Linked DNA regions of Anas platyrhynchos: region 1 is linked to region 2. The links are chromatin contacts, called in public Hi-C maps. All regions are on one chromosome and are shown on one strand. Each heading gives the region's core, a stretch centred on a gene start, on an enhancer-like site or on the middle of the called end of the contact. The rest is flanking DNA. Distances are from core to core; before and after follow the strand shown.

Region 1 (4,710 bases), core at 2,065-4,564, 190 kb after region 2:
AATCCCCATTCCTCTTCCTATGGTTGAAAGTATGAACAAAGTCTTTTTCAAACACATTCTCTGGTACGATGCCTGCTTCTAATGAAAAGCCCAGATGATCCAGGCGCAATATGTGAACACAAGAAAGGGAAACAGATTACAGAAAAAAAGAAATAGTCATTTTCACCAGTGCTCTCTAACGGAAAACTTATGGAGGCTTCCTACGCAGGCCACCCACATCCTGGGGCAAGCTATGCCATAGGTGTGCCTGTTTCCAGTCCAGTCTCTGTACATTCATACAAAGACATCAGAAAATGAAAGACTTCATAGATATAAAGACTTAGATATAAAGACATAGATATAAATGACTTCCTTAAGAAATGCTGAACGCAAGGACCTGGGTTCAACCTCCAGTTTGGGGATTGCATAGCCCGCAGGCAACAGGAGGACATATGAAAGAATCACTCTGCATTTCCCGTGTTTTTCACACTTTCTCCTCAAGCACCACTGTCATCCCTGATGGGGACAGGATGGTGGATGACTAGCTTTGATCTGTTTCATCATAGCATCCAGTGGGCTGACCCCCATCTCCATCCATTCTACTTCCAGGCAATATAATAAAACAGTCCTGAACCCTGCTAACAGTGAGGATAAAAGCTGGAAATCCTAAAAGCTTCTCAAATAGGGTAACAAGTAATCTGAGGCTCTGTGCTCAGCATCTTGCTCACTCCTCCTTTAGAACCCTTTCCCGCTCCACATTTCCTGGCATGCACTCAGGTCCCTCACAGTGGTTCCTTCGTGAAGGCATTTTCTGTAGGATGGGCCCCTTCTGTGTTTAGTGTTGGCTCTTGGTAACAGAGATGAAGAACATCGGTTTACACTAACTTATTGGTCCCTAGAGCACAATCCACAAGTATACAAATCCAAAACAAATGTAGGATCACAGACGTTGAATGCTCTCCCCTCCTACTCATTGTTGAATCAAAACGAAGTAGAGTGAGAAGGAAAAAAAATAAATTAATCAAAAACCAGAAAAGCACTGCTGGGGTGAATTTACTCTAGTATTTGTAAAGGAGCACATCCCCATCTGAACTGCCTGGTGCTCCAAGTCACATGAAAACCCAAGATACCCCTCACACCTACACCTCTGCCTCCTCCAGCATGAACATTGGTGGGGTAAGAGCTGAAGAAATCAAACAGAAATAAAACAGAGCAGCAGAGCAGGAGAAGCACATGGCACGTATCTGGCTGGCCACAGGCTCCAGCTATATCCTCATGGAATACCTTATTGGGAGTTAGTCTGCAAAACCCCCACAGAAATTTTCCCTGCTTAAATTTCCTGAGTCTGCCAATAAAAGCTGCAAGCAGCCTCATGTCACACCTCCCAAAAAATTATCAGGAAGGCTCAGAAAAGCACCCACAAAAAAACAACCAGTCCCAACACAGGGTGAGGCCTTCCAGAAGCTCACTTTCAATATCGCTTGGTGATCAGCCTTGGAGTCATGCAAACTTTTTCATTCAGTAAGCTTGTCTGTGCCTGGGGCACACTGAGTGACTTGGAACCATGACACCCAGGGTAGATTCCTCCCTTCTTTATCTGCATGGTACAACTGTGTCTTGTAGACAGAAAAATGAACTCCCCTGAAGGCATCTTTCCTTAAGACCTCATGCCCCAGCCCTCCAGTGCAATCCTGAATATTTAGGTAGTGCACTTTGGAGTCAAAGTTTTTAAACTTTCCTCCTCCCCTCTGGCCCTTTGACATTTCTGCTGTCATTTCCATTTGGGGCACAGATCTGATGGTGTTTACTTAATGAAAGCTCTCTCAAAGTGCAAACCCAGACACCTTCCCTGAATTGTTTTCTACCAAGTATGCACTGAAAGAAATGCAGGGGAAAAAAACATTCAGGATGAGAGAGAGGACATCTTTGAAGCTTGGCTTCTTCTGCATTTCAGCAGAAGAAGGTGGTAAAAACCCCAAAACTCCATCACCAGCTTTCTTACATTATCCCAGGTATTGTGAATTGATGCCCAGCTCCTGGAATCAAGACATAAATATTATGGCTGCAAAGGAAAGCCTCACCACCTGAAAAACTGAAAGGCTAAAGGCAGATTATAAAGGAAATTAATATAATATTTATTTTTTTTATATTTAATATTTTATTCAAATGTGGTTTTTAACTCCACAGAGGCTTTTGGATCCTGGTCCTTTAGGATTTGTTTGTTTACCAAAGACAAAATTCCCACGGCAGATGAAGGGTTTGGAGAGGGAAGGTGAAAGGACCTGGCTTGAACTGGAAGTGTACATGAATGTACAAGGCAGTGGTATTTGCCAGCATTTTTCCCTTTTACTTAACACATACCGCAGGCTGGAGGCTGTCCTCGTCTCTTGGTGCCCTGGACCTCTCTCCCTTTGGTGTCCACACACCAGCACTGCCCTCCCTGCTGACACTGCACTGGTGTGTAGCCCCCATCAGGGTCACAGGACGGCACGTAGGCATGCTGGTAGCGCACGGCTGCATATCGCTCAACCTCACATTTTGAGGGGCCTGGAAAAAAAAAACAGGAGGGAAAAGTTTCAGAGCCATCTCCACTTGATCCCATCATTTGCCTATTTTTGAGAAACCTGGAAGAAAAAAAAAAAAAAAAAGGTTTAATTTCCTGAAACTTCAAGCACCAGCCCAAGGTTAAAATTCTCCATCCTCTTTCACCTAAGGGAAGTGGTCCCATGGTTTTCTTCTGTAGGTACTTGTTTCTGAAAACTGAAAAGAAAATAAACCTAAACTCATTTTTCAGCTGTAGCCATGGGTAGCGATAAACAGAGTTTCTGACTCAATGAGCTGTTCCAGCGGCTAGGTGAGCTCTGGTCCTTAATGGAAATGCAAAAGTGACCAACAGAGAAATGTGATACAGTGTTTCTGGTGAGAAGAGGTGTTGCTCCTGCAAAAGGCTCCACATCTGGCTGCAGAGATTTGGTCTGGGACCACAAATTTCTTTGGCATCCTTCAGCGAGGAACATAAGACCCCATTCCTGTCAAACTGGCCAGAACTGATGAAGAATCTAAAACTCCACAATGCAAATTTTCTGAGCTATGACTTCTCCCATATTAGATTCAACCCTTGTGACAGAAGTTTTCCCTGTTTATATAACCTACAGTCCCACAGCCTAAATTTTTCTCACCTTCCACAGCATTCCAGCTTCATTCAGCCAAGAGACGGGGGCAGCAAGAGCATTGCATCAGAAACCCTTAGCACCTAGCATGCATGGCTTCAGGTGATGGGTAACTCACCCCAGTCACTGCCAGTGGCTAAGGAGCGTGATCGTGTCTCCATCTTGTGGCTGTTAAAGCTTCATCTCTGCTGACAGACACTGCCTCTATTTGCAGTCAGAGCCTGTTTCACAGCACTGTGCAGTGGGAAGGGAAAGATGCTTTCCAGACCCCCCTAAAACGATCAGCTCTTCCCAGAAACAGAGAAACTGTGTGACCTGTGTGACTGGAAGACTTGCATTGGTATCTGCTTAATATCTCTGGTGACGTAGCTCCTCTGCAAGGGTCAGATACCAACGTCAGAGTTTGGATAGGAGAATGAAGAATCACAACAAACTTCCCTAGCCAATTCTCCTAATCTCTGGCGTATGAGAAGGAAACACCTTACCTACTGTCCTGCAGAGTTCATTGCCCATAGGCTGAGAAACACATCCCATTTTCCTGCCCTCATCAGGGAGGGAACAGACCCAAGGGCAGATCCAGGAGTTCAGCCTTGCTGGCTCAGGCACTACAACCTCTTGTATAGTCTCCTGGGGATGGAATGGGCTGTGGCCAATGTAAGATCCTTCTTATTTCTGACTACTGTCGGAAATTAGGGAGCATTTTCTCAGGCTTTTAATACAATAAATCATCAGATCCATCTCCAGAATCTCAAAGCAAAAGATAGAGAGAATTCACAGGCTTTCAACTAACACAAACCTCAAGTGCATGGGAAGTTTTCATCGGAGGATAGGTACACTCTGCTGCTAAAAGTCTACAGCCCAAAGACTAAAAGTCAGCTGCAATGGAGGGACCTTAATTCTTGCACCAAAACTGCGATATTATAAGCTTTTAGTACAGGAGACTATTAAAACAACTCTCCACAATAGCAGCTGTCATAAAGATCTGAAATTATCATTCCATTTGCAGGGAATCACCTGGGTGCTACTTACATCTGAACCGGCCAGAGGTAGCCAGCTGCACACCCAGAAACCTCCTCTGCAGGATCCGATAAATGCTGGTCTCTGTGAACGTGCGGGCAGGCTCCAGTGCTGAGAAAATTGTGTCGTAAACTTCATCAAGCAGCAGCTCCAAGCCTGAGAAAGAGAGACTTTTAGCCCAGAGTCTGATTTTAAGACAGAAGTCATCTTCTTTGCACCAGAGGAGTGGAATTGGAAACCTACCTTGAAAAAGAAAACCAAGTCCTCTAAACTGGCCCAAGTGTGAACTTATACCACATAACCCAAATGCCCTGTACCATAAACCCTGCTGCTGAGTGCCCCCTGTCATTGGCTTTGCACTTTGACATGCACCAAAATGAGCAGAAGGAGCATCCAGTAACCCAGCACTGGGCTGTGGTTGCGTTAGGTTCAGTTTGCAGTAGTGCCATTGATACTGTGCAATTATATCACTGCCTAGTGTTTCCAAAGACCAATTCCTAACCATTTTGTTTGTATAACAAGTAAATGAAAAGTGCAGTCATTC
Region 2 (4,897 bases), core at 902-3,401:
TTTTGGTGGACTTCAAAACCCAGAAGGGAGGATCCACAAGTCAAAAAAAAAAAAACAAAAACACAAACATATATTAAAAATAAATAAATAAATAAAATTAAAATAAACAAAGCACTACAAATATGAGAATGTTAAGACCACCATTTAGCAGTGACAATGACACAAGTATTCAGAGCACAATCAGGAGATACTTTAAGACAATGCTGCACTTTTTGGGGTAGTCAGCAGTTTTCTTGCAGAGTGTGATCTTAAAGGTCTTTTCTAAATCAGACAATTTTACAATTCTCTGATTCTGTGAGTGTCTGCCCAGTGCAAGGCTGATCTCTTCAGAGAGGTCACTGATGCAAGTGCTTAGTGTTGTCCCCATAAGGCCCCAAACAGGTTTACAGTGAAACCATGCTTCCTCCTTTTCACTATGATTACCCCATCTGTCCTGGTTTCAGTTAGCACAGAATTAATTTTCTTCCTAGTAGCTGGTGGAATGCTGTGTTTTGGCTTAGGATGAGAAGAGTGCTGATAACACCCCGATGCTTTAATTGTTGCAGAGCAGTGCTTATACTAAGCCAAGGACATCTCAGCCTTTTGCTCTGTCCTGCCAACGGGCAGGCTGGGGGTGCAGTAAGAGCTGGGAGGGGACAGACCCAGGACAGGTGACCCAAACTAGCCAAAGGGGTATTCCATACCATCTGATGTCATGCTAAACAATATATAGGGGTGGCTAGCTGGGGGGAGGGGGCCGGACTGCTCGGGGTTAGGCTGGGCATCGGTCAGCGGGTGGTGAGCAATTGCATTGTGCATCACTTGTTTGTACATACTATTACTTTCGTATTATCACCATTGTATCATTATTATTATTATTGTTATTATTATTTTTGTTATTATTATTTTCCTGTCTTATTAAACTGTCTTTATCTCAACTCACGGGCTTCACTCTCCATTTCTCTCCCCCGTCCCAGAGAGGGAGGGGGGAGGGTGAGCGAACGGCTGCGTGGTGTTTAGCTGCCGGCCGGGTTAAACCACGACACCATCACAGGCCAAGTAAAAGTTTATGGAGATGAAGAAACTTCATCAAGAGAAAGAAGCAATCACCCTCTCTTGCTGTCTGTTGTTCCTTGAAAAACTTCAATAAGAAAACACAAGAAATAAAAGGAGGGAGGTACTCTGGAAAGCTGGTAGAGCAGAGAAAGGAATCAAAACTCTTAAACAACTCAGAAATTAAAGTTTGAGTTGTATTTGTAGGTTCTCGAAAGGGGAAAGTGATATTGTGCACACACAACTCAAATAATTGTTACCTTCTAACAGAAAAAAATCCCTATGTCATCCAGAACAGTTTTGGTCAAAGTTGTTAAATGTATGTGGGTTGCACAGCAGCAAGTTTTGTTTAAGGTATTGTACACAATTCGTTTTCTATTCTTGACTTTGCTATGCTCTTTCGGTTATATGCAGGTGCTCCATGTAGTAGTTGCATGTTTCTATATCTAACACTAATAACTCAGTCAAGTCAGCATTGTGTGCTAGAGAGAGAATAATCCAACCAAGGCTTCATATACACTTGGAAGCATTTCACTGGAGGTGATTTCAGTAAGATCAGAATGGAAAGAACAGATTCACCTTAAATATCAGCGATGATAAACTAAATAGAAGGATTTTGATTAATCTCTGTGAAAAAGGTGTAAAAACAACCAATGCAGAACAGGTATTGTAGTTCTGTTCATCCAAGCATTGATGAAATGTTGGACCAAGCTACCTTGCAGTGCTGCTCCATTCAACAAGCACAAGCTGTTCTTTTTTTCTTACAATTCCTTCCAAATATGCAAGAAGGCAAGCTCTTAGGAGAAGGTCTTTTTGTAGGGCTGGCACTGATCCATGGTAGCAAAGTCCTAACTGAACACATGTCCAGTAATGTCAGGACCCAGGTATGCTCCTCTGACTCACAGCCCTCTGTGGACGATGCATGAGCCCACATTTTCTTCTGAAAATACTTCTCAAATTTCCTCTTGGGCTCCTTACAAGCCATCCTGGAGTTCATGAAACTTGGCCTTCCAACTTGCTCATCTCTCATTTGCTTTCTAGGTTAAGTAGAATGACAGACCCAGACTAATAAAACAGAAGAACAACGTGGGAGCTATTGAGAAAGAGAAGAGGAACACAGAGATGACCACACAGTCCTGGAATGCATTACCAGCCCAAGTATTAGAAATTCATTGCTCAAGTTGTGCTGCAAAGCTTAGCTTAAATGTTATCTTCTTCACAGCTGTTTCAGCCTAAAGGCTCTCCTTTACTTTCCATCCACAAGAAGTTACTCATAAAGCAGAGCCATCTGTTGGCACCCAGAGAGGGTGCCTTTTCTCCCTTCTGCTTTCCCACACCTAGCCCAGAAGCAAGGATTACAAATCAAAGTCCAGCAGAAGTATATTGGAAAGTACAAAGGATTAAGAGGACTCCAGAAGCTCCACCTAGGATTCCAGAATAAGCAACAGCCAAAAGGGAAAAAAGTAAGTGCTCAGTATGGATGCACTGGATAAGAGAGGCAGTGAGTAACAGAGGCACCAACAGAGGTACCTCCCAGAACTGAGAGACAATGAGATTGCAGGAGGACCCTCACCCACAGCTCGTAATCCCAGAGCAGCACTGGAGAACATCTGCACAGAGCTGCTAAAGCAGCAGACTCAAAGACCCTTGACCCAGGGACACACCTGTAAAATCAAATCTCTGTGATCTCCTGGGCAACATGGAGCAATGGGAAGGTGAAAGTAACCCATCTCTGCAGGCAGCAGCTCCTGCGCAGGACAAAGCTTGGAAGAGGCACTGATGGGGAAATTTGGGTGCTGTGAGTCCAGACCAAGGAGCCAGGGATGACCTCTTTATAAACACAGAAAGATAAATAAATGAGTAGAGTTTGTTTGGGCCCACCACCATCAAACTGATAGCTGTCAGTTAAAGTTTTTACTTAATAAACACAGTAAATTCTGTTTTAACATAAGTGTCCTAAGACTGATGATGATGGAGTTATATTGGAAGAAACAAAAGGGTAATTTAGAAGGACATCTTAATCCAGGAAGCCTACTTTCCCCTCCTAGTGATAAACTCAAATTAAAAACAAAACAAAACAAAACAAAATAATAATAATAATAATAATAATAATAATAATAATAATAATAATAATAATAATAATAATAAAAGTTATCTTGCTTTCTGGTCCCCAGTTTGAGCGACTGACAGGCTTGATACCCTAAAGTATCTTCAGCTGAAGCCGTGGCTGTTCAGCTTTTGCCAGGTCACTGCTGCCAATGTTCACATGCATAATACTATTTCTTTGCCTTTTTTTTTTTTTTTTTTTAAACAGCTTCATTTCCATTCACACATGAGAGCCAAGGCTGTCCAGACAGGAATGCTCAAGACCCCGCTGGGACACTGAGGCCATCCAAAAAGAGCAGCTCTCAGTAAGATGAGCACTGGCAAGTTGCTGAAGCAACTCCTAGCTCCCCAACATGGGAGGCCAGAGCTTCCGAAGAAAGAAATCAAATGTTCCGTGTGGATGTGGAAGACTTCTGAAATTTTGGCCAGTGCCTTTTCCCAGCACCTTGGACCTCGGGAAGGCAGAAGAACCTAAACAAGTGCAACTCTTTCACAGGACAGATACACAGCACAATAATATAAATCGCATGATTTTGCTAAACCCCACATCTATTATCTTTATTAAATGGCTTTCCCCAGGGAAGCCCTGCTAGAGGAGTACTCGCAGGGCTGCTGCAGAGGGAAATATGTACAGGACCTGCACAATGTGACACGAACAGGCAGTGGCACTGGTGAGAGGGGAGCAAGGAGGCTAGGCCCTTTCCCTGGTTCTCTGTTTTGGTTAGTTTTGGCAAAGACACTGTCACACACGGGCATCTGATGGCTGTCACAGCAAACCCGGAGGCTTGATGGGAGAAGTTATAAAAAACATGCATAAAAGCAGACATAGGGGGTATCTTAAAAAATAATTTGGGTCTGGACCTTTGATCCATCTGAAGCACCATCCATTGCTGCTTTCAAGATGTTGCCTCAGAAATAGTAATGATTTTGCTATGCCTGGGGATTTGTGAGGGGGTCTGCTGAATCAAAGACCAGCTTTGGGAGAGCCCACCCAGCCATATCCACAGGGATGCAACTTTGAGCCACAGCATGCTCACTTGTATGGCTCTTCAGCTGCTCTAATCAGGGTAATTTTAATTGTCATCCACAATTTAGGGAAGTGAAGGATAGAGACCATCCTAAGGAGAATCATAGCCAAACTCATTTTGGTAAGCAGCTTCTGTTAAGCAACAGGGAATGGTGGGAAGGTGAGAGGTAAAAGTAATATCAACCTTGAACCCCTGCTGCCTAAGATTAGCCATGCACCATTACCAGTGTTGCAATCCTGCAGCCTTCCTTTACAAAGCACTCTGCAGACAAACCCCAGCTCACCTCTCTTGGAGGGCCACAGGATTTTTGCAGATAAGAATAATGTTTGGAGCATTTAGTACTGAACTGTATGGGAGCTTCTAGCTAAATAAATAGATAAATTAATAAATAAATCCGTAGATAGTTTAATATTTATTTATTTATTTATTTAGGTTCAAACTTGGTCAGAATGTGATTTCTCCTGGAAGAAATGAGAGAAATGTAATCATTTTTTCCTGCCACCAAATCTAAATATTTTGCAAATGAAATTCTTGGCCTCACATCTGTGCCAATATATAAAAGAGGGGAAGGGGAAAAAACAACGTATTACAGTTCTCAAACCACCTTCCACACAACCTGTGACAGCCCTGAACTCAGGTCATTATTGGTGACTACCTAATGAAATTAATGCTCAAATGGAGAATGTGCCTATATAAAACTGTCTTTGAACATCTTTCTTTTCCCTCCCACC

The links. Hi-C and Micro-C count contacts between places; a contact is called where the count stands out from the background.
Region 1: a contact with region 2 is called in a Hi-C map of subcutaneous adipose tissue, with 1.9 times the contacts expected there. The contact joins two enhancer-like sites. A contact is called at or near these places in 3 of 8 Hi-C or Micro-C datasets (F1 follicle, skeletal muscle and subcutaneous adipose tissue).

Annotation. Positions count from the first base shown.
Region 1 is chr2:8,195,242-8,199,951 of IASCAAS_PekinDuck_T2T, forward strand. TG (thyroglobulin) reads right to left here. Exons shown (of 48, transcript XM_072034290.1): 7 at 4,179-4,322; 8 at 2,341-2,526. Among named protein-coding and RNA genes, the nearest start is that of TG, 12 kb to the right of the region's middle. Within about 2 kb of position 3,315, at least 1 of the 8 cell types and tissues checked has an H3K27ac peak or open chromatin away from gene starts, as enhancers often do.
Region 2 is chr2:8,007,775-8,012,671 of IASCAAS_PekinDuck_T2T, forward strand. All of the region lies in intron 1 of CCN4 (cellular communication network factor 4), which reads right to left. Among named protein-coding and RNA genes, the nearest start is that of CCN4, 5.9 kb to the right of the region's middle. Within about 2 kb of position 2,152, at least 2 of the 8 cell types and tissues checked have an H3K27ac peak or open chromatin away from gene starts, as enhancers often do.